7 separate regions of the Mus musculus genome follow, and all the other regions are linked to region 6. Evidence: chromatin contacts called from public Hi-C, promoter capture Hi-C and targeted proximity ligation data. All regions are on one chromosome and are shown on one strand. The core of a region is the stretch at or near the end of the contact, and the rest is flanking DNA. Distances in the headings are between cores, read along the strand shown.

Region 1 (3,148 bases), core at 501-3,000, 1.4 Mb after region 6:
TATGGAGTCATTTTCTTTTTCTTTTCTTTTTTTTTTAAAGATTTATTTATTTTATTTATATGAGTACACTGTAACGGTCTTCAAACACACACCAGAAGAGTACATCAGATCCCAGTACAGATGGTTGTGAGCCACCATGTGGTTGCTGGGATTTGAACTCAGGACCTCTGGAAGAGCAGTCAGTGCTCTTAACCACTGAGCCATCTCACCAGCCCTGGAGTCATTTTTTTTTTTTTTTTTCCAGAGACAGGGTTTCTCTGTTGTAGCCCTGGCTGTCCTGGAACTCACTCTGTAGACCAGGATGGTCTTGAACTCAGAAATCCACCTGCCTCTACCTCCCAAGTGCTGGGATTAAAGGTGTGTGCCACCACTGCCTGGCTGGAGTCATTTTCTTAATCAAGGTTCCCTCTTTTCAGATTTCAAGGTAACATAGAACTATCCAGCATGCCTGACTTTAACATAGACTTTAAGAAAAAAATACTTAAGCATTCACCAAAATAAGTAATTGGATTCCTGATTACTGGCATACAGTTCCCTTTGCCATCGTTCTCTGGCACTCAACAGCATCGGGGGACAGTTTGCTGCACTATCAATTGATGCCTGCCGTTGAGTGACAGAGTAAGATATTTTCCAGAGTCATTTTGGGAAATATCCTGGATCGTTTTCAGAACACTGCAACAACCAAGATGCTATCTGAGCTTTATTTGACCTTAAAAAACTGTCTAGGACAGATGCGGTCCACAGCTTGTTCCCCATCTGCAGCAGCCTGCTTGCCTAGCGCTCCCTCTGTGAGTTAGCATCTTTACAGAATTTGCTGAATCTGCAATTGCACTTTGGGTCATAGATTGCTACTTAGCAACATCAAATCCCACAGCTTTATCATCATTATGTACTTAAAATTTAAAAAGAACAAAATTTGACATAAATTGATGTCCAGTTTCAAATGTCATTTTTTGGGGGACTCATCTTAGGACATGAATAAAATTCAGTATTATGAGTATCTGTGCCTCATTTTTAATACCTCATTTCATGTCCACTCCATTCCCCCAGTCCCAACCAAGACGTTTTCTCCTGGTTTTCCTTTCCTCGGCAGCTTCTTTTTTATTTTCCAAAGTATGTTTTTTGTAGCTCAGAACATAGCTCAGAGAAAAGACAACCTGAAGCCTCTTTGGGAAGAAAAACAAGATAAAAATATGAAGCCGATTCTGTGCCTGCATTGCAATGTGATTGGAATGAGTAATAGTTTCTCATTCTGTTTAGCATCTTTCTCCACCTATCAAACATGGGACTGTACCATGCCTGCCTCGGTGGGGCGATATTACGACACGACCAGATAATTCAAAAAGAACATTACAGAGGGGGGGTCTTTAAATATTGTACTCTTTGGAGTCACAGGCTGGTACGTATCAGGCAAAGACATCAATTAGGATTTATAATAAAAAATTTGTAGCTTATGAAGGCATAAAGAAACATAATCTGCCAGCTAGAAAACATTCACATAAACAAGTGGAAGGTGGGGAGACTGGGCACGGTTAATCTGTAGCAGGGGCTGCAGTGGCGGGCCGGTTCTAGAGTTTAGCCACGCCCCTTACGTCAGGCTTTCCCCCATTCCCCCACCCCCTACCCCTCACCCCCGAGAGGCCTGCCCCACCCGCGGGCCCAGTCACTGCGTCCTTTCCTGCGGGAGCGCAGAGGGACAGTTCTTGCGCCTGCGCATTGCGTCGCTGCGCGCCTCCGAGGCCGCCGCCCGCGCGTCCAGGCTCTTTGTGCGCATGCGCGCTCGCACTCCTTCTCTCCCTGCGGAGCTCGGCTGAGTCAGTCAGTCTGTCGGAGTCAGTCTTCCGAACAGGCGTCGCCGGGAACTTCGGAGAGCCAGCTGCTGGATTATTCTGTGTCCCCTCCCACTCTCCCGCCCTACGTCTCTCTTCACCCTTCTCCCGCCCTTGCTCGTACAGCCATGGCGGAGTCGTCAGCGGCCACTCAGTCCCCGTCAGTCTCCTCGTCGTCCTCCGGGGCCGAGCCGTCAGCTCTCGGCGGCGGCGGCGGGAGCCCTGGAGCCTGCCCCGCCCTGGGGGCGAAGAGCTGCGGCTCCTCGTGTGCGGGTGAGGCGCGCGTGGGGCTTGGTCCCTGGGGAGCGCGAGCTACTGGGTCTCCGGGAAGGGGCGAGCGACCTGTCTGGGCCGTGGGCGGCTTTAGTCTCTTGGCGGGCATTTGAGGAACAGGCTAAGGGGGAGGGGAGCGAAGGACCGAGGTGAGGAAATAACGGGGTGTGAAGAAAACAGGTTGGGGGCGGGGTGGTGAACTAGAGTGGGCGTTGACGCTGACCCCCTGCAAGGGAGGGCACCGCAGTGGGGTGAAAACGGAGAAAGGCTATGTGCACCCAATGGATCGAGTGCTGGAGGCCCGAGAGCCCTAGGGTGGGTCGGGGGGTGGGGGTGACTTAGAGCAGGATTAGCGAGCCTCAGGGGATTGTGACAGGTGGGACGTAGGAGAAATGAAGTCGCTAGGATTTTGAGAGGGGTAGTGGTGGAAAAGGTGGCGTTGCAGGTTTGCAGACCGGTTGACACAATCTTAAATGGATGATATAGCCTTCCAAAAAAAAATTTTTTTTTTTTTTTGTTCGCCAGAAGGATCAGGAAGTTCTGTTACTGTTTTTGGCTAAACTGAATGCCAGATTTTTTTTTTTTTTTTTTTTTTTTTCTGAGACTCTGAGGTAGATGAGGCGTGATGAGAATAGCATGGGAAGATTTGGGAGGGAGCTGCTGATAGTCCAAGATGGATCCTTGGCTGCATCTGCAACACAGCCGGCTCTTCACCGGTGGTGCATCGTGGGGGTGGGGACACGCAGTCAGTTGCTATATTCTAGAAGATAATAAATACAGTCTTGCCAAGCCATCACCATGTTTTGATTTCTTGTTTTCGATGGCCTATTCTCAATAGCAGCATAACAAAAGGGAACGATTGCTGCAGGGGAAAGAATTCAGACAAAGCCTGGGCTGCTTGAACCCCCTTCTCTCTTGTGTGTGAAAAGACTAGGAGGGACGCTGGCGGCCTCCTTTAGTTTCTTTTGTATACAAGTCTGCCTGCTGGTGGGAGCTGACTGGCAAGCTCGACTCAGATCAGAGAGATCTGCAGTGCAGATGCCTTC
Region 2 (3,337 bases), core at 771-3,270, 1.2 Mb before region 6:
GAGAGGGACTCATCCTTGGCTAAATGGGGAGTTTGAGGCCAACCTAGGCTACATGAGACCCTGTACCCACTTCCCCTACTCCAAAAATCAGACTCGTGTTGCCATTAATTCAGAGTTCAAGGTTTACCCTCAGAAGGATCTCTACTCCTGGCTCCTACAGGGCCCAGTCACTTCTGCTTATCGCCATTTAGGACTCTGCCATAAACAAAACACCATAGCTCAGTTCAATTTACAGTAGGAAGCCAACCTCCAGAAACCCCAGAATGGCCGGGCTCCAAGCTTTCCTGGGCTAGGATACATACCTCCTAGGATATACCTCTTAGAGCTGACATGACCCGGAGCATGGTCCCTCTCACCTTCTGCAGGGAGTGGAGTGCTCCAAGGCCCCTAAGTCCCCAGAACATTCTAGACACTCAGACTCGGATCCCTATGTCCAAGGGCTGGGAAGACGGCTCAGTGGGTAAGAAGGCTCTCTGTGTAAGCCTGAGGACCCAAGTTCAGATCCCAGTGTGGTCATCATATGCACCAGCAAGCTCAGCACTGCGAGGGGACACAGCACCGTGAGAATCACTGGCATATACTCGCCACCAGCTTGGCTCAACAAGTTCCAGGTTCAGTGAGAGACCTGGGAATACAGAGAGAGACAGGACACCTGACATCTCCTCTGACCCTCCTCCTCCCCCAAAGTGCTCAAGCTGGCTCCAACCCAGAGAAGGGGGTGTTGTTACCCTGAGGGCCATACAGCAATTGTCTCGGTCCACCCAGCAGAAAGGCTCACAGCTTCCTTCAGACCAGGCTGCTCCTCAAACACACAGCCCCAGGCACATGCATTCCTCCAAGCACAATTGCCTCCACCAGAGGCAGGCACCAGGAACCCACCCAAAACACTTCCCAAGCCTAGCTAGCCTCCTTCCCTGGAGCAACTCTCCAAGAAACACAGGCTGACTTCTGCTCCCTCTAAAAGATCAAGCCAGCCCACACCCCACAGGAGCTCAGTTCTAGTGCCCTGGCCGTGTCGAAGCTGCATGGTTCCCCTAGCATTTCGACTCCAATCAGCTGGGGTCCGTGAGAGTAAATAGATCTCACCTGTTCCCCTCCCCAGGGCTCTCCTCCTTCCGCCTATCCTCTGCCTATCCTGAAACAGTCCTTAGCAGGAACAACCGCAAGACCTAGTCTTTGCAGTCCTGGAAGGAGGAGGCGTTTGTCTATTTAGACAAGAAAGAACATCAACCTATGTGAACAGGGAGCAAGGTCTCCTCCTATTAGACTGGCCAAGAACAGGAGTCAGCTTCAAGAACCGATGGCCCTAACAGATGGAAGTGAGGATGAGGGGTGGGAAAGGGGTTCACCCAGGACTCAGGGTCTGTGCCTATCTCCCTCCAGACTGTGGGAAGGTACCACCCACCTCACATCTTGAATCAGAAGGTTCTAGTCAACTAGCTAGGGATGGACCTTGGAGAGACACAGCTAGCTTTCTCAACTGCACTGCTTCTCCAGAGTTCATGGGTGTGCTCTCCTTTAAATACGTGCCCCAGATTTACTTTTGAGGTATGCATACTACTATGCACCACCCCCACTACCACTTCTCTCATGCACTCCACTGGAGCTAGGAGTTGGAGGGGGTCACCCTTCTCACCCTGGGGCAACTCAGATCGGTCCTGCCAAGGTCCTTTCAGCTCTCGGGCTGCAGTGTGTCCTCATGCTACAATGCACCTCGCTGCTGCAGGCAGGGCTGAGAGTACAGATTATCTCCCAAGTGGGGTGCAAACAACAGCAGTGAGCCCCTGTTCACCCATCCCAGGAGGCCAGCACGGCCCAGACGGAGCGCAGAGCCACCGGCGTGCAGGGACCTACCCGCTCCACATCCCAGCGTCTCCGCCGTAGCCGCGTCCTCGCGCGCCGCCAACTCTGCCGGGGGCCCCAGAGCTGCCCTGCCGCCTGTCAATCGCTCCACCGCCAGTCTGTCCCGCTGGCCGCCCTGGGTTTGCGGCTCCGCCCCACCGGAGCCCTTCCCCTGCCCTGGGCGGGTCACGTGTCTGAGAGGCGGGCCCCAGGCCACGTGCCCGGTCCCGCCCCTTTGCCGGCCCAGCCCTGTCCCTCTTGCTGCCTGGGGACAATGACCCGCCAGAGTGAACGGGACTGGTTCCATCATCTTGCATCCAGAGCTGGCCTCCGCCTTTCCCTATCACTTTCTGCCTTGCACTTTTGGTCCACCCTTGTTTGAGAACCTACAATGGCTCTCGGGGGTGGTCTCAGCTCTGTTTCTCGCTCAGATTGTCACTCAAAGTGGACAAACAGCTCCTGTACCCTCATTCAGACTTCTAGCCCTGTTACCGGTCTCTGGAGCTCTTAGATGGCATCAATCCCTGATTGACACTGGGCTTCTGGGAAGGGGGCGGGGCAGACCCTGAACAAGTTATCATTCGTTGAGCAGTTTAAGCTAAGAGAGCGCTACCTTGGCCCAATCTTACCAGCTCTACTTCCAGGTCCCTCCTCTTGCATCTCTGAATACTCTGTTCGTCCCTGCCTTTCAAGCCATCCTAAGCACAGGAGACGTCTCTGCCAACTTCGCTAGCACCTGTCTGTCCCAGGTACTTAAAAAAAGATTTGTAAAAAGCTTAGTCACCTGTCCCTCAGTTCCTATGCCCTCCTTTTATCCTGGCTCTAACCACTGACCTGAATGAAGTTCAGCCTCAGATCAGGATCCAATAAGTAGAGCCCATAGTCAACCTCTCCTTGAGTACTGCTAGACCAGCTCCCACAGGCAGCGTCTACAGTGCTCCCTGGGCTTGTAAGAACACATTTCACTCATCCATCTACACAACAGCCGCCCCTTCTGAACTGCTAAGGACCACGTGAAACGAAGAAATTCTCCAGGCTGGAACCCCAGCCTCCCTCTCTCCTTTCCCTTAGCCCCCTCTTCTCTGAGGGTGTTGGTCATGTACCACCTAGATTGGTCTCCAGCTTCTGGGCTGAACTAATACTTTCTCCTCAGCTCCCTCAGTGACTACGACCACACGCTTGGCTTATGGAATTCCAGTATGGTAAATGGTAGGAGAATGGGAGACCTGCTTTAAAGGACCTCTACTGCCAGAACCTTGACTTGCCTAGGACCCATCTTCACCAACTAATAGTGGCTCTTTTCAAAACAGAAAAGCCAGGGTGTGGTGGCACACACCTTTAATCCCAGCATTCTGGAGGCAAAGACAGGCAAGATCTCTGAGTTCAAGGCCAGCCTGCTCTACAATGTGAGTTCCAGGACAGCTAGGACTGTTACACAGAAAAACTCTGTCTCAAAAAGCCAAAAAAACAAACCAAAATAAAACCCTGCAACAAC
Region 3 (3,231 bases), core at 23-2,522, 1.4 Mb after region 6:
ATACGCCTTTGTCTGCAAATGCACTGACTGAATAGCTAGCATCCTACTAAGCATCTTTCCAGTGCAGGACCACTGTTAAATCTAAGGCAGACTGGCCCTTTAAGAGCAGAAAGAAGAAAAAAATAAAAGAAAGAAAGAAAGAAAAAGGAGGAGCTGAGATTTTTTTCAAAAAAATAAAAAGGGGGGGTGGGGGGCGGGGGCTTATAGGGAGAGGAGCTCAAAGAGTAGAGAGCACTCTCCCTAGTACGGATGGAACCTCCGCTGATCTAAAGGCAATGAACCTTACAGAAGGGAGACAAAAAAAAGCAGTTGGTTTTAAGGGCCAACTAGGGCCGGCAGGTCTTGGTACAGCTGACAAACTGGGGCCAAAATCGATTCTGAAACGCGACAACGCACGGGTGGGGCATCCACCTTCGTGTGCGAACCCATCCCTCACTAAGACCTTCCCGACGTGGGGTATGACAGACGGGGGCCCCCAGGACGCAGGCTGCGCTTTGTTTCTCGTAGCGTAACCGTGAAGGGAAGAGTTCACGTCTCCAGCAAGGCCACGCAGAAAGGGATGGCATAACCGAGAACAGCGGAATCCCGAGCTATGCTACTCTGGGGAAAGCCTCAGAAAGGGACAGAGGGACTGGGAAGCCTTTAAAAGACAGACCACCTGGGAGTGTGAAAGAGAAAGGGCGGGAGCCGCAAGTTCCAGCACCTCGACTCCCACGTCGCTGCCCCCCCCCCCAAAAAACGAGCAACGCGGGGCCCTTTAAGGAGCAGGGATCCGCCCCAGCCCGGCGGGCAGACCCCGCCACGGGCAGGGAGCGCCCCGCGGGCCTTGTAGCTGCTCTCTGCGCCCACCAGGTGGCGCCCCGAGCCGCCCTGCGCTCGTCCCCCGCTTTGTTCGGCGGCCGAGAGGGGCCCGGAGCCGCAGCCCTCCCCTCCCCCACGCCGGGGCCCCCCACCCCCGGTCGTCGGCCCCAGATCTTACCGCCGTCGTCCTCCTCGGGCTCCGTGCCGCCGCTCGCTGCGGTGGGCGGCAGCCGTCGGCCCCGTGCCGAGGTCACTGCGGGCCCGGGGCCGCCCCTGCCGCCGCCGCTCCGGCTCCGGTGGTCCCCGCCGGGCTCCATGCGCTGCGCTGCGGAGCGGGGGCCCCGGGGCGGCGGGGCGCGGGGCCGCGGAGCCAGCGGCGGCGCACGCGGGGCGCTCGGTGCGCGGGGCCCCCGGGCGCGGGGCGCATTCACGGGCGGCCGGCCGCACGGACGGCTGACTGCTCGCTCGGCAGCGCGGGCTGGACCGGGGTGGGGATTCCTGTCTGGGGCCCCTGGGGCTCCTTTAAGGGCTCCTGGGTAAATTTAAAGGGGCCGCGCGCAATTTCCTCCTGCCAGCTCGCGGGGGGCTGGTGCGGGGAAAGCGGGAGGTGGCAAGTCCGCAACGGGCGCTTGTTACGGACGCGGGGAGCACGGTCCTCAGCGCCCTCGTGGGTCCGCCCTGCCGCGTCCGCAGCTGCAGCTCCGGCTGGTAAAGAGTCGCCGAGGTGACCAGGGGCGCCCGTGTCCAGTCCGCTGCGACGCGCTTCAGCCACCGCCCCCTCGGGGCATCTCCGAGCGCGGCTCTCCGCAGCCCGCTAGCAGGGGACCGCCCGGTGCGGCGGCACCGTTCCCCTCTCCGGGGTGCCTCGTCCTCCCGCAGGAGCTGGGCGCGGGCCCCAAGCAGACGCGCCTGGCAGGGGCCCCAGATGGCCGCGGCCCCGCGGAGAGGGTGGAGCCGTGGGGGCTGCCGCGCCCCCTCCCGCGGGAGCCTGGGGCTAGCGCTGGCAGCTCTGGCTTCTACCGGGGAGGGGCGGCGGGGCGAGGTTTCCCTGGAGCCGGCCAGAGTGAGGGCGGCGGCCGCGAAAGCGCAAGCCGGGAAGAGGGGCGCGCAGAGGAGTGTAAGAGAGCTAGCACGCTGCGCCTGGCCAGCCGGCGTTCCGAAACAGAGGTGGCCCTGGGCTGGAAGCCGGAAAGAGAGGGAGACTGCGGCGGTGATTCAGGCTCCTGCCCCCGCAGGCCTATAGGTACCGGGTGAGGCACTCCGCTCAGCCCCGGGCTCCTGCACAGGACGAAGGTGCAAAGAAGGGACTGGGATCCTGGTGATGGGCAGCTGGAGATTCGCATCCCTAGGCTGGAAAACCCTGGGGCGAATTCTGGCTTCGGCCGAGGGACACCTTCAGGTCTCAGGCTCCCGGTAAGCCTGGAGAAGGAACCTCGAAAGGTTGTAGGGTCGAGGCAACCTGGGGTCCTGCCAGGGCCAGCTGGAGAAACAGGTCCTCCCTTAGCCTTTGGTTAGTCGTCCACAACAAAGCAGAGGCCTGGAGATCCAAATTACAGGATGCCAGAGACCATGAGGGTCTAGAAGTGGGTTTTATTCCCTCCCTGTCGGGGAGGCACACCACAGTCAAAGAAGGCACCATTCATGGAGTCATTCTCACACTTAACACCTACTATGTGCTACAAGAGCTGACACTCTGGACATGCAGCAGTGAACAAGATTGCTACTAATGCGGGTAACTTAGACATCCTCAGTTTATAAAAAGGAAACAGTTTCAGCCCCTTGGGAGTAAGGAAACTATTAAATTACCCGACCCACAGGAAACCATTCTCCGAAGTGTATATGCCAAGAGGACAAGAGTCACTGGTGGAAATCACACACACACACATACACACACTCACACGTAGTCTCCGGAATGACTTGGGAGAGATTTCACCTTGGGGAAATATAAGTCCCTTTCCATAGCACTGCTCTCCCACGGTTGGCTGCCCTTCAGTTCACCTCTTGGACTGAGCAGAGCCACATGCTCATGGGACGGATGAATGCCGGATGCACCACGAAGTGGAAGGTTGCTAGGCCCAGGAACACAAAGAAAAGGACAAGGAAATGGCCTTTACATCTTACCATGTAAAACCTAAAAAGATGCTAGGGGTCATGGAGCGCGCCTCTCACCCCTGCACTGGCAGGCAGGTAGGTCTTTATAGGCAAGGGGGAAAAAAAAGGAAGGAAGGAAGGGCTGGATGTGGTGGCAGGAAGCTCTGACTCCAGCACTCTGGAAACTGAGGCAGGATGATTAGTGTTAGCACTAGATTCTATCCAAGAACCTATTCTAAGGGAATAAAATAGTCCAAAGCAACTAGTGACCTAAGTGAAAGAAGTCTGTCTTCCTAAGGCCTCGTGCTTTATCTAGTTTAGTTTCCAGGTATAAGAACC
Region 4 (3,145 bases), core at 305-2,804, 1.5 Mb after region 6:
CAATACTAGGGCTACCCATCGCTTTGGAATCAAACAAGAAATAGGAACCACAGGGTGACCCAAGTGACAGGGTGACAGAAGGGCTGGAAGCCCAACAGGGAAGTGACACAAACCAAGGACTCACAAAGACACTGGAGACACAGCCTCACCTGCTCAGGAGGAGTTAGAACTCAGGAGGGACAGAGGGAGGGAAATAACAGGCTTTTCTTTTTCTTGCCTTTCAGGCCTTAGTCACAATCTCCCGGAAGCTTGAGTCCTGTAGCCAGCCCACTGCAAAAACAGAACAGACTACCTACCCAGAGGCATTGGGCAAAAAGCAAAGAACAGCCTTTAGGTAAGAACTATCCAGGCCTAGGAAATTGCTTGATTTGGAGTATCTTTTTAGTACTGGGTACATTTCAAAGTAATAGAAATTTCCTCAGTTCTTTCTATTGTGGCTGCTGTATGTGGTGTCAGCTCAGACCTTTAATCCTTGTGCCAGGGGAATGGAGGGAGGAGGAAAAGGTTTGGGGCAAGCAGGGTTACACAGATTCCAGGTCAGACTGACATGAAAGTGAGTCCTTATCTCAACAAAATAAAAGCTGGTTATGCAGTGGATGGGGGGGGGGTGGGTATGCCCAGGGCGCGCGCGCACACACAAACACACACACACACACACACACACACACACACACACACACACACAATATACGGTAAGTGAACTGTTTCTCTTCTGTCCCCTAGCCTCCTACATCATCCACAATTACTGTTTCTGGGCTGATAATTACTGTTGGTAGCACTTAAAATCAGAATTTTGAGTGCCAGACATTTTTGCCGTTTCTCAGCTGAAATCTAGCGTGTCTGGTGTGTGTATGTGTGTGGGGAGGGGATGTTATGCAGAAGTGTAAGTGCCCATTGTGACAGTCTTCACTCAGGCACGAATGCCAGGCAGCAGCGCCATAGCAACCGGATCCCGGTCTTGGAGGCTCTCAGGGGATTTGCTGTGTCCTGGGAAAAGGCCACACTCTCTGGACTCACGTTTTTTGTTTTGTTTTGTTTTTAACGTAAATTATATCCATCGGAAGCGGTTTACACACGCCCACACGCCACTCTTGTCCTCTTCATCTTCTAGAATCTTTGTTTAGGAGGATCCAAAGTGATTTTTCTTTCCCTAAAGCGTATGTGCTAGTAGAAAGGAACGAGGCCCAAAGAAATTAGAAGAGATGTCTCCACACTTCTGAGCCTATGTATCCTTCACACATCCCCACCGGTCTTTTCTCGTCTGTGTTGCCTCCCAGGCAGGCAGCTAGTCAGGGGAAAGCCAAGAAGTAAGATGCCGAGCAGCCCTTTCCTCCAGCCATTGGTGGGGATGCCCTACCGGGTCTCCAAGGCTGCCGGCGCCGCTCCCAGGAAAACTCCAGGCTTCGCCGCCGAGCAAACCGGCCAGAGACAAACGCGCTGCACAGGGTTCTGGCCCAGACCTGTGGCTGGGGCGGGGCTAGGGGGCGTGTCCTCACGTGATTGGCCAGCCTGGTCTGGAGGCGGGACTGCCGGACGGACGCTGACAATGAGCCTCCATAAAAGGGAGCGGCGGGGTTGGGGGCCCCGGATCGAACCCTCCCCGCCCGGGGTCGTGACGCGTTGAAGCCCGTGGCTGGCGGGGCGGCCGGGCGAGCGGCGGGTGAGCTAGGCGAGCCGCGGGCCCGGGGTGGTCCGGGGCAGGAGGCGGCCGCCACAGGCGGTGCGCCGAGGTCTGTGCGAACGTCCTCGGCTATCCGGTCGCCCTTCTTCGCCTCGCCATGGCCCTGAAAGCCAAGGGCGCCGCGGCTCTGGATTGCTTCGAGGTGACGCTCAAGTGTGAGGAAGGGGATGATGACGACGAGGCCGTGGTGGTGGCCGTGATCCCGCGGCCCGAGCCGATGCTCCGAGGTGAGGGGGGGGACACCTCACTTCCGCTTGGTGGTCCGGGACTAGATCTCCAGGTCCCGGTCCCCGGTTCCCGGTCCCCAGGCGCTTCCCTGGGCCGGCATCTGCAGCCCCAGAGGGCCCTTCCCTGTCCGGTCCGCGGCTACGGCGCCCTCGCTCCTCCCCCACCGGGTTTGGAATCCCAGGCCTCTCGGAGCCCCCCTTCCTCCGCCGCCCCTCCCCCGCTCAGGGTCTAGAGACTTCCATCCACACCGAAGGAGCGGTTCAGGTCTTCCGGTTCCCTGCGCCCCCTCGGGCCCAGAGTAGAGGCCGGATTCCCAGTACAGTGGTTTGTGCCCGGCTGTTGTCTCCCGGTTCCGGTCTGTTTCTTAGGCCGAGGGGCGACCAGGCCTCTAGGCCCCAGGCTAGTCCCCCGTAGTGATAACGGAGGTGAAGGCTGGCGCGGCTGGCGACCTCCAGAGAGGGGAAATAACCCAGTAAGTAGAAGCCTCCACCCGTCCTCAATCCTCTAGGCCTTCTGTTTCAGGAGCCACAGGTGTCAAGTCTAAAACCCGGCATTTGAATGGAATTGCTAGTAGCACCCCGTTTGAGAAAAGCGGGACTTGCTTGGGGGTGGGTAACAAGCCATGTCATCTACATGGAGATTAGTCACCAAAGGAGGTGTTTGAGGGACAATCTGGGAATACATTGCTCTCCCTTCCCGTCCTCCTTCCCCAGCCTCTCTGGTCCAAAGGAGAAAACAAAGAGCTACCTTTGTGGAAGATAATTAGTCATGAAAAATGCAAATATTTCCTTAGGGTGGAATACCTGTTTCCCTTAAGCATGACAGTACCCAGAATAGATTGAGAACCAAATTGGTCATTGTGTTTCTTTAACTCATTTTTGGAGATGGGAGGGAAGGTTAGGAAATTGGGGGGTGGGGCACATTCCTCTCACTGTTTGGTGCATCACACAGGTTATTTTTTACTTGTGCTGGTTTATAGAGTGCTTAACCAAGATGGCTTCATCACTGTGAGAGGGAAGTAGACATCTACAGAGGTTCATTCTTCAGCTTTAGTGGGCAGCTATATGCCAAGCATATAGCTTCAGGCAGAGCTGAGAATGGTAAACAGTAGGGACCAGGGTAAGTGAAACCCTGCTCTTAAGTGTGCATCCAGTGGTAGCCAGCAGGTAAATATCGAATAGTATGTTAGGTGGCAGTGAGTTCTCTTTGTTGTGTGTGTCTGTGCCTGTGTCTGTT
Region 5 (3,348 bases), core at 333-2,832, 1.4 Mb before region 6:
GGACATTTCTCTTGTGTCCATTTTCCATCTTGCGGTGTGTGAGTTCTGGGGTTACCACATCTGGCTTTTGTTTGTTTGGTTTTGAGACGGGGTTTCTCTGGGTAGCTTTGACTGTCCTAGAACTCACTCTATAGACCAGGTTAGCCCCAAACTCACAGAGATCTGACGGCCTCTGCCTTCTGAATGCTGGGATTAAAGTCATGCACCACCATCGCCTGGCCACACCTGGATTTTAAAAAGTAATGTGGGTTCTAGGATCCAACTCAGGCTATCAGGCTTGCACACCAAACCCTTTGCCCATGAGCCATCTCCTAGCTCTACATCACATCTTAAAAGTAGGGACGTGGCAGGCTTTGTGGTAGAACATTTGCCTAGCATGCATGAAGTCTTAAGTGTGATCCCCAACACTGGGAAATAAAACAAACAACAATAACAACAAAGAATGGCAGCAGCCACTTTCAGTGAGATAAGAGCAGCTAAGAGTCAGAGGATAATGGCTCTTAGGGGTTTCTAGCTAATGATCACTATGTAAGTCATGGATCTGTCTGGGGGAAGACACCTAAAGAAAAACGCTTGCCCACAATTCCCACTGCTTTTGGATCTGTGTCCAGACTCTAAGCCGTTAATTTGTACAGGAAGCCGGAGCCTACACTAGTACAGACAGCTCAAATTCTAATGTAGGAGTACTGCTTTTCATTGCCTTAGGGGGGAGCCACGGGGATCTCCTGGCAGAAGACAATTGGGATAATTCTGGCCCTACTGAATCCTCAGTCTGAGTTAAGTAGTTATAACACTGTTTGTGTCACAGGGCTGATGCATGATTGGAGAAAGATGAATGTTGACACATCTAGTTTACTGCCCGGCACAGAGTAACTGCTCAATAGGTATTTGTTTCCTTCCTAAAGTTGCAGAGAAGACGATGAGATAATCCCTGTGAAAGGGCTATAAACGTAAAGTTCTGTACAAATGTTAACTTCCATTGTCACTTTCTTGCCAATGTTTCTAAAGTCCAGAACATAACAACTCCAGAGAAGTAGACTGAGCCCATTGTTCTAGGAGACACAGGAATTCAATTCAGTAAACAATTATGTCCCCCTTCCCCCCTAAAAGAGCCAAGGACAATCGCTGCCATTTATGGAACCTCCAAATGCAGGCCCAGTGTTGGGCAACAGGAATACAAAGACGAATAGACATCATCCCAGAACTAGATGCACGTCAGATGGTGGTCACTAGGAGGCGTGGCAGATTAAAAAAAAGAAGTCCAGGAAACGTGGCAAGAGGTGTGTACAGACTGAGAGCTCCCAGAAGACAAGACAAGTACCTATGAGAGTTACAAGTGTTTTACCAGGAAATGGTATTTATACAAGGGCCTTGCGGGATAAGTAAGATTTCAGCAAGGGAATCCTTCCAGATAGAGATAACTGATCATAAGAAAGAAAAATAAAAACGCGAAGGTTTTCAAAGTGCACCCTGTGACCTTCAGAATTATAGTCAACAACATCATAAGCACATTGTGATGGAAACCTCAGCCTGAGGAATACACGGTAAGGGGCTTGCTTTCCCGTCCCTAACTCAAACTAGAGTTTCAGCGGCGTCCCACCCACCGGGCACTCCATACTGAGGCCTCCGCGGAAGAACGCGGTGAGGACCGGGCACACAAGAGCCCTAGGTCCTGGCCACAGCACTGTCCGTTAACTCCCATCATCTCACCATTTTGCCCCGCACAGGATAAACCACCGATCCGCCACCGGAAGAACACGTCGGCAGGAGCAAGCGCACTGAGCAACAGGAAAAGGATGTGGTCCCTTGCGCGTGGCATTGTGGGACTTGTAGTCCCATGTTCTCAGGAGTAACGGGAACTAGGACTATGCGGACCTGCTGTGAGTAGCATGGAGTCGGACTGTGGGAAAGGGTGGTGTGAAGTTTAGGTTTTAATTCATTTTTTCCCCAGAAAGAACGCCCACTATGAAAGCTGCTATCGGACCTGGTGGGGCATACACTACATTTCCCAGGAGGCTGTTCGCGCCTGGCAGATCACGTGACGAGAGCGCGGGCTTTGGAAGGCGGCGAAGCTGGGAACGATACTGAAAGAACGGGCTCGGGACTGTCCAGAGAACGCTGTGGACTCCAAACCACTGCTAGCTGCTTAAGGCTCGTGCACTCGAGACGGGGTGAGGTCTCGCGGAAGCGTCTCTGAAAGCGGCAGAGCCGCGGGAACAGCACCGGGCAGCCCGGGCTTGGGCCATTCGCTCTGCTCCGAACATTCCTCTTCGCCGGTAGGAAGAAGGTAGTACCCTCCTTCCAGTGAGGACTCAGAGACCAGAGCGTGTTCATCCTAGGGCCCTTGTGAGGAGTATGGAGCGGGGAAGTTCTGTGCCTTTAATAAGGAAATGGGTTCATGTTCTGCTGACATCCAGAGACAGTGCTTTCTTGTATTTCTGACTGAGGCAGGTGTTGGAAAAGCCCCAAGGACATTTCTGGTGAAGGGAAGTCTGGAAGACTCCGTAGAACAGTGGGGCCCAGTTAATACGGTGATTAATCAGTAGGCCTCTGGGGAGTGGGGAGCAGGGGAACTAGGTGTGTTTTTATCCTGCCTGCAGCCATTTCATTTAAGGCTTTGCTATCTGGAAGGTCCTGTGGAGGCGGGACTGAGACTATCAGGACAGAACAGGTTTCCCTCTGTGTGACATGATGGGTGGTAATAGCCTGTATTCATTCTAGCAACGTAGTAAGTGAGGTGTGAACCATATGGTTGACTAGGGAACATGGCACGGCATCTGGTGATGTGTGTATTCCATCTGGGTTTTTGGTTGACCGGTTCTGCAAGGCAGAAATGGTTATTCATTCTTATTTAACAACTCAGAAGTGACTTGTGTTACACAATCTTGAAGATGTAGAGCACTTGCTAGCAGGAGTGAGGGCTCTAGCTCAGTCCCCATTGTTATACCCACACACAGAATACCAGATTCAAGGATGAGTTTTTTATTTGATTTCTGGTCTGAGGATTCAACATGGGACTCCATGCATGCTAGGCAAGCCACTGTACCAGGGAGAGCTACAGTCTTTAGCCTTAAGACTGAGTTTTTGCTGCTTGTATTCTTAGAGGAACCACAGTAATACGAACCAGGAAGAAGTAAGGAAGGAGGGCAGGAAGAAGACCAAAGAGAGAAGCAGGCCTCTTCACTAGGCTTCTGTGCTATACAAGTAACGTGTGCTGAGGTGTTTGTAGTCAGGAAGGAAGGGGACTATACAGGGCCACTTGGGCTTCAGAAAAGACACAGTGAAGTAAGACTGGGAACAAATTAGAACAATTGACAGGACTTTCTTTTTTTTTTTTTTTTTTTTTTT
Region 6 (2,959 bases), core at 161-2,660:
TTGGCTCAAAGACTTAAAATCCTTAAATCGTTTGTATAATTTGATGACCAGGACCCAGGGGTTAGGAGAATATTTCATTTTATCTTCTCCATTCTCCCTACTTAAAAAAAAAAAAAAAAAAGAAAGAAAAAAAAACCTGGGATGGCCACTGGAGAATGGGGGCACAATCCCAGGTGTGTGGTTGTGAAGAGCTGAGTGTTTCAGCTGACTGTCTTTACTCCAGGATGAAAGGGGAGACCCCCGTTAACAGCACTATGAGTATTGGTCAAGCACGCAAGATGGTGGAACAGCTTAAGATTGAGGCCAGCTTGTGCCGGATAAAGGTGGGTGCGACCCTGGCTCCCATCAGCCCTTCAGGGCTCAGCTGTGGGTTTGCAATACCCTCCCCTCCCCCCTCCCCCCAAGAAAAGATGCTTCTTTTCTTGACACCCTGAGGTCAGTGGCAGAAACTGGGCTTTGTCAGCAAAGTTGTTCCCGAGGACTGGCGTTGGGGGAGAGGGCTGTCTCAAAGGGCACTAGAAACAAAAAGATAGTCTATTGGAGAAGAGAACTGCAGTCCCTTTCAGGAATTCTGGTTAATGTATCCCTTCCTGGCTGGGTTCCAGGTGTCCAAGGCAGCAGCAGACCTGATGACATACTGTGATGCCCACGCTTGTGAGGACCCCCTCATCACTCCTGTGCCCACTTCCGAGAACCCCTTCCGGGAGAAGAAGTTCTTCTGTGCGCTCCTCTGAAGAGCGGTGGACCTCCTCTGAACTCATCGCCCCCTCCCAGACCCGCCCTTAGATTGGAAATTGTAGTAGATCACTTCTACCCGCATTTACCCGGAGATTATTTGAAGCACAAGGCCCTCCTTACCCATGTCTACCCCATCTCCTCACCCTTTCAGGCTAACTCCAAGCACCTTCTACTCTATCTATAAAGGGACCCCGCTAAACTGCCAAAATCCTGCCTGTTTCCCTCGGTGATCCATCCGTTCAGGCAATGGAGAGGGGGATGCCCGGGTGCTCACCTGGAGCTATGAAAGGTAAAGGCATTTGAAGAATAAAGTCATTCAGAGCCTCAGAGGACAACGTCTGTGTTAGCGTTCTTGGGAAAGAGGATCCTTAATCGATACACTTGCCATATCCAGGGAACAGGGCCAGTCGAGCCCGTTAGACATTGTAAGGATTGGAGATCGCAAAGTATAAGGTGCCCGAGCGCCCCCAGTGGGGGGTTGTTAAAACGAGCGCTCAGAAGCCGCGGAGCATTCACACGAGCGCGCAACGTAAGCGGCGAGAACCACACAAGGGCGAGCAGGGTGGGTTTCCGCAGGCCCAGGGACAGCAGCCCCGGGGGGAGGTGGCCCGAGAGGCCGTGGGGCGGGACAGGGCGACTCGGCGCGGCAGCCAATGCCCAAGATGGCGGCTGCCTGTTCGTACCCGCATGGAGGCACGCGCCGAGGGTGCTCTTAAAATGGCGGTCCCCAGCGTTCCCAATAGGGAACGATCCCTTATGCGATCCTCTGGTCTTAAAATGGCTGCCCCTGCCCTCTCAAAGTCAGAGTCAGGTTCTCTGTCCCATAGAATCTGGAACTAGACATGCTTTGGAGACCAATCACGGGGAGTGGGGATGGGGAGACACCTAAAGCAGTCATGGGTTCTTAAGTTCAGTGTGGTGACCAACACTCCGGAGGTGTTGGACACACACAGAGGCAGATGGATCTCTGAGTTCCAAGCCAGCCACGACGACACACAATACACAATGAAATCCTGACTTAAAACAACCAGTCACTAGGACTGGGACCCAAGAAGCCCAGAGTGAGTTTTGCATAAGAATCTCGCCTGAGTAGAGGTTCCCTTTGAGGTGTATGTAATAACACAAATGTGTTAAACAGGCCATCTTGGAGCACCCTGTTCCTTGGTCTCTGTGGGATCTAAATAAGTAATAAATTTGTTTTCTTGTTGAATTGGGGCTTTTTTATTTTCTCCTCAAGGTAACTGAAAACATCACAAGGGTTCAGAATGTCGTCTGACTGGAAACCATGTCTCAAGAATGCCTCCTAGAGTGAGATCCCGGCAAAGGGTTAGGGGATCCAGGCCACCGCCTAGAAGCTTTTTGGTCTGAGTGAACGTACATATATGTTTTGGATCCTGGGCTACATTTAAATGTCCTAGTTGTTTTGTTTTTGTTTTTATTCTTTTTGGTTTTTCGAGACAGGGTTTCTCTGTATAGCCCTGGCTGTCCTGGAACTCACTTTGTAGACCAGGCTGGCCTCAAACTCAGAGATCCGCCTGCCTCTGCCTCCCTGAATGCTGGGATTAAAGGCGTGCGCCACCATGCCCGGCTGTTCTAGTTTTAGGTGACAAATCGTTCTGGGTAGGAAGGTCTAACTATTCCCTGGGTGTCATAACCAAATGGCTGAACAGGTACAGGTGTTTGACTGCAGGCCCAGTGAGTTTCAACCATCAAGGTGGTGGGGGAGAACTCAAGAGTTTTTCTGACTCCACAAGAGTACCCTGCACACTCTCTCTCTAGAGCGCGTGCATGCGCACACACGCAGACTTCAGTATTTTATAACCTTTGCTCCTTCTTTCTTGTGAAAACCCCAGGAAGGATCCTTGTTATAATCCCTGCCTGCTTACAATGTCTAGAATGCAATAGGTGCCTAATACCTAATGAATGTTTTTTTCTATGTGTATATGCTTAAACTGTACACAGGGAGTAGCAAGAGACTAAAAAGACTAATCTCTATCAGCTCAGATGTGGTAAAAAGCCAAAAGTGCTTAAAATGTGTTATTAGGTTAATCCTTGCCCTACCTTATCCTCTAAAATACCCATCTTAGTTTTCTCATGCAATTTGATACCTATTCAAATTAGGAGTGACTATCTGGTTGAGGAGAACCAGGCCTAGCAACTCGTACAGACAAGGTGTAAGCTGTTTCAGAGTAGGGCTAGAAGAGGGTTCTCAAAGGAGTCA
Region 7 (3,437 bases), core at 830-3,329, 1.3 Mb after region 6:
TAAGGTCTCTCCACAGAGCCAAGGATAGCCTCCAAGTCTGCATCCCAAGTGGCAGGGTTACAGGTGTGTGCCACCATGCCTTCATTCACAGCCCTGGAGATGAGATGACAGTACATACGGAGCTGGATGCAGGAGAAAGAGTGACACGTCTCCTCAGTCTGAGAAGAGAGGATTCATCAGTGAGATTTCATAGCTTCTACATAAGCCTGCAATTGGTGTATATTTATTTCTTACTGTTTTAATTAAAAAGTGAGTGAGGTGGCTTATAAAGCAAAGGAGCTTGCTGCCAAGCCTGATGACCTGACTTCAAATCCCAGAACCCAAATAGCGAAGAGGGGAACTAATTCCCGCAGACAGCTCCCTGACCTCTACATGTTTGCCACGGCATATGCATGCCCCCCAAAACACATACACAAACACACACATACATATACACAAACATGCTTTTTAAATTGTCTACTACAACAAAATTATATCAACACACGGTTACACAGTCAAAACACACAACTGAGACAAACATGTATTTTTATGAGTCAGCTCCTCACGGCTCAGCAGAGTTCAAGCTTTATATGGAAAATATAAAATATAGTGCTAACTTCTGTGCTCTTGGGTTTTCCCGGGTTCAAACAGAAAGCAAAACAGCCTGGCCTCACAGTACCAGAAACAGAAAGTGCAGCCTGGAGTGACTCTGCTGCTATGAGAACTGTTAGGTTTTAAGTGTTGTTTTCACTTGGGAACCGAATAAACTTGAACTTGATTATAATCCCACACCAGTACTCAGCTGGAGCACAATCCCAAGAGGGTTGTCTGCAAAAACCTGAACCAAATCAACAGTCTTGTTAAAATGAAGAAGACATTTGCCCTGTTCCAATCTCAAGACATCATGGGTTAACAAAGATGCCGGGGGCTGGGATGTGGCTCAGTCGGTAGAGTGCTTGCCTACCATGCAGGAGGGCTTCACAAAACTGGGTATGGGGCCTCACACCTATAATTCCAGCACTCAAGAGGTGGGGGCAGAGAAACCAGAAGGAAGAAACTGTCCTCGCTAAATAGGAAGTTTGAGGCCAGTCTGGGCTACCTGAAGCCTTGTCTCAAAAACAAAAGCAAAACAAAAATCAGAAAGAAAAGAGAAGGGGGGATGGAGGGAAGAAATGAAGGAAAAGCCAGAGCTGAGTGTTTGCTGGCAGCAGGGATGGCCATGGGTCAGCTGACAAGACAAAAATAAGCAGAATCAACTTCAGACATTCGACCCAGGAACCTGCCCAGGGTCCGGGTTTGGTAAGAAGACCCAGCCCCCAACTTCCCCCCCTCTACTGCTTTCTATTGAGCATGTTTCAAGCAGGGTGGCAGCCAACTGCTGAGGCTCAACAGGTGGCAGCTGACCCACAGCTCATACCTGATCCCCCAAGGGTTCAAATGTAGCTTCCTCACTACAAAGCTCCTCTCTTCAAAACAGCGAGTCAGACCCGGAGAAAACAAGAGTCACCATTAAAACACTACACCCATCCCTGGCCCACCCTTGGCTTCTCACGCTGTACTTACTATGGGTGCTAGCATTTTCCAGGATGTGTGAGCTTCAATTTCAGCTTAGCAGCAGCGTGGATGCCTAAGACACAGAGGGGAGCAAAGCTCATTAAGTCTCTAGCAAGTCTCCAGGAGCAGGGTAGCTTTTAGCAGAGCCCTCCAGAAACTTCCACCAAACTTCTCCAACTTTCTCGCTCTCCTCCGCTCTGACCTGAGCTTGCCCTTGAATAGACAAATCCCTCTCTGTAGGGCAGAAGCGGCTCACGGGATCCTTGGTCACCAGCAGGGTTCCTGGCCAGGCAGGCATTCGTGCGCCCCTGGCTCCTTTTCTCCGCGTACGGCGGATGGCAGACAGGTGGCAGCTCTCGCCTGGCTTGTTTACGCAGCCGAAACACTCTCCGCCTCCCAGACAGCCCTCGGGGACCCGCAGAGGCACCCGGGCTTCTCACCTTTGCTTGGGTCCCAGAAAAAAACTCTCCAACCTCCTCGCGCCCCAAGTAGGCAAGTGGAGGCCAGCGCAATGGGGACTGGTTTAATGGCCGCAGAGTCCAGGCTGAGCCAGATCACCCCGCCCCTCCTCCTGTAACTGGCTAATGAGAGCGTCGCCAAGGGCATGCCACTACTCAGTAGTCACTTAGATGCCTCCCTCCCGCTGCGTTCCCGCCTCTCTGCTCCTCTGCCCCAGATTCCCCAGCCCTTGACAGCCTATACACACTCCTCATGGAAGAACATGTTATGTCGAATTACATTTAATCTTTGTACATGAATCATACCAAAAGGCTATTTTTTAAGAGTAATACATGCCTGAAATCCTAGCATTTGACAAGCTGAAGCAGGAGGATTGCCATAAGTTTAAAGTTAGCCTGAGCTACTGTTTGAGATCTTCTCTCCAAAATAATAATAATAAATAATGATGATGATGATGATAATAATAGCCAGATGTAGTTGTTTATGCCTTTGTTTCCTGCACTCAGGAGGCAGAGGCAGGCCCATCTCTGTGAGGCTAGCTCCACATAGTGAGTTCCAAGGGTGCCAGAGCTATGCAAAGAGACCTTGCCTCAAAAATCCAAAATATAATAATAAAAATAAAAATAATGACAACAACAGTAATGTGGGGTTGAGGAGCTGGCTCAGGGGTTGAGAGCACTTGCTGCTCTTGCAAAGGGCCCCGGATGGTTCCCAGGATCCACATGGTGGCTCACAACCATGATTAACTCAGTTCCAGGGGATCCAATACCTTCTTTTGACATTGTTACTCATGAGGTACAGACCTGGTACATGTGCACACATACTGACAAAACACACATAGAGAAGACAGCTTGCACAGGGGTTTCAGCCAATAGAAAGTCTTTATTAGCCTGGCTGTCAACTACAGTGGGTGTTCAGTGTAGCACTTAGCTTTTCTCAGAGTGAGCTTTTAAACACAAAAACCATGTTCTGGGTTGGCATTCTTCAGTTAACAAGAACAGTTAGCCAAAAGCAGGCTCACAGAAGCCAAAAATAAGATTAGTACACCTGGCCTCTGTTTTAGCTTTGGCAGGTGGTGCTGTCTGCCTGAATGATACTTCCATCATGGAGTCAGTTGTGCTAAAGTCTTGGGGCCCACTAAGTCTGAAGCTCTGTTACACTCATAAAATAAATCTCAAAACATTTTTGTAATTGAAGGAGTTAAAAAAATACACTCCCTGGCATTTTGATTGAGGAACATGAAATATGTAATTTCTTTTGATTTCCTTTTCAATATTCAGAGATTACTTTATTCGTGTTTGAAATCAAATCCATGAACATAAAAGGTTAGATGTTTAAAACAGTATATTACCATTGCACAAATGAAAAAAGAAAAAGAAGCATTCTGGACAAACATGGCTACTGTTCATTTCTGTACAGTGTTCTTTTCTCTTTCTTAAAAGCAG

Evidence for each region. Promoter capture Hi-C pulls out the DNA fragments that hold promoters and counts their contacts. A called contact is a pair of places that touch in the nucleus more often than the background predicts.
Region 1: a contact with region 6 is called in a targeted proximity ligation map of embryonic forebrain, with 4 times the contacts expected there. A contact is called at or near these places in 6 of 39 promoter capture datasets (the HPC-7 cell line, cranial neural crest, embryonic stem cells and 3 more), 1 of 484 Hi-C or Micro-C datasets (embryonic stem cells), 6 of 130 datasets of targeted methods (astrocytes, embryonic forebrain, embryonic limb bud and 3 more) and 1 of 9 other capture datasets (liver).
Region 2: a promoter capture Hi-C map of hippocampal neurons shows a contact between it and region 6, with 5 times the contacts expected there. A contact is called at or near these places in 4 of 39 promoter capture datasets (the HPC-7 cell line, hippocampal neurons, liver and 1 more), 1 of 484 Hi-C or Micro-C datasets (pro-B cells), 1 of 130 datasets of targeted methods (pancreatic cancer cells) and 1 of 9 other capture datasets (embryonic stem cells).
Region 3: a contact with region 6 is called in a targeted proximity ligation map of stem cell-derived neural progenitor cells, with 7 times the contacts expected there. A contact is called at or near these places in 1 of 39 promoter capture datasets (stem cell-derived epiblast-like cells) and 3 of 130 datasets of targeted methods (embryonic forebrain, pancreatic cancer cells and stem cell-derived neural progenitor cells).
Region 4: a contact with region 6 is called in a Hi-C map of B cells, with 6 read pairs. A contact is called at or near these places in 4 of 39 promoter capture datasets (cranial neural crest, hippocampal neurons, liver and 1 more), 1 of 484 Hi-C or Micro-C datasets (B cells) and 2 of 130 datasets of targeted methods (differentiating embryonic stem cells and pancreatic cancer cells).
Region 5: a targeted proximity ligation map of oligodendrocyte precursor cells shows a contact between it and region 6, with 6 times the contacts expected there. A contact is called at or near these places in 3 of 39 promoter capture datasets (the C10 cell line, hippocampal neurons and pre-B cells) and 4 of 130 datasets of targeted methods (large pre-B cells, oligodendrocyte precursor cells, pro-B cells and 1 more).
Region 7: a targeted proximity ligation map of pancreatic cancer cells shows a contact between it and region 6. A contact is called at or near these places in 1 of 39 promoter capture datasets (hippocampal neurons) and 1 of 130 datasets of targeted methods (pancreatic cancer cells).

Annotation. Positions count from the first base shown.
Region 1 is chr19:7,481,893-7,485,040 of GRCm38.p6, reverse strand. It overlaps Rtn3 (reticulon 3), which reads left to right and starts at 1,750. Exons shown (of 9, transcript NM_001003934.2): 1 at 1,750-2,102. The coding sequence starts at 1,958.
Region 2 is chr19:10,016,877-10,020,213 of GRCm38.p6, reverse strand. Rab3il1 (RAB3A interacting protein (rabin3)-like 1) reads right to left here and starts at 2,020. Exons shown (of 10, transcript NM_144538.3): 1 at 1,855-2,020. The coding sequence starts at 1,865.
Region 3 is chr19:7,415,666-7,418,896 of GRCm38.p6, reverse strand. It overlaps 2700081O15Rik (RIKEN cDNA 2700081O15 gene), which reads right to left and starts at 1,272. Exons shown (of 5, transcript NM_175381.6): 1 at 980-1,272. The coding sequence starts at 1,118.
Region 4 is chr19:7,381,435-7,384,579 of GRCm38.p6, reverse strand. Spindoc (spindlin interactor and repressor of chromatin binding) reads left to right here and starts at 1,554. Exons shown (of 6, transcript NM_001033139.3): 1 at 1,554-1,908. The coding sequence starts at 1,779. 1700105P06Rik (RIKEN cDNA 1700105P06 gene) reads right to left here and starts at 1,577. Exons shown (of 1, transcript NR_045703.1): 1 at 1,019-1,577.
Region 5 is chr19:10,202,627-10,205,974 of GRCm38.p6, reverse strand. Fen1 (flap structure specific endonuclease 1) reads left to right here and starts at 1,582. Exons shown (of 3, transcript NM_007999.6): 1 at 1,582-1,880; 2 at 1,956-2,287. It overlaps Tmem258 (transmembrane protein 258), which reads right to left and starts at 1,773. Exons shown (of 4, transcript NM_026919.1): 1 at 1,711-1,773. The coding sequence starts at 1,713.
Region 6 is chr19:8,835,918-8,838,876 of GRCm38.p6, reverse strand. It overlaps Bscl2 (Berardinelli-Seip congenital lipodystrophy 2 (seipin)), which reads right to left and starts at 1,410. Exons shown (of 12, transcript NM_001136064.3): 1 at 1,013-1,410. It overlaps Gng3 (guanine nucleotide binding protein (G protein), gamma 3), which reads left to right. Exons shown (of 3, transcript NM_010316.3): 2 at 224-323; 3 at 606-1,948. The coding sequence starts at 225. The coding sequence ends at 734.
Region 7 is chr19:7,556,101-7,559,537 of GRCm38.p6, reverse strand. Plaat3 (phospholipase A and acyltransferase 3) reads right to left here and starts at 2,079. Exons shown (of 5, transcript NM_139269.2): 1 at 1,974-2,079; 2 at 1,543-1,606. The coding sequence starts at 1,557.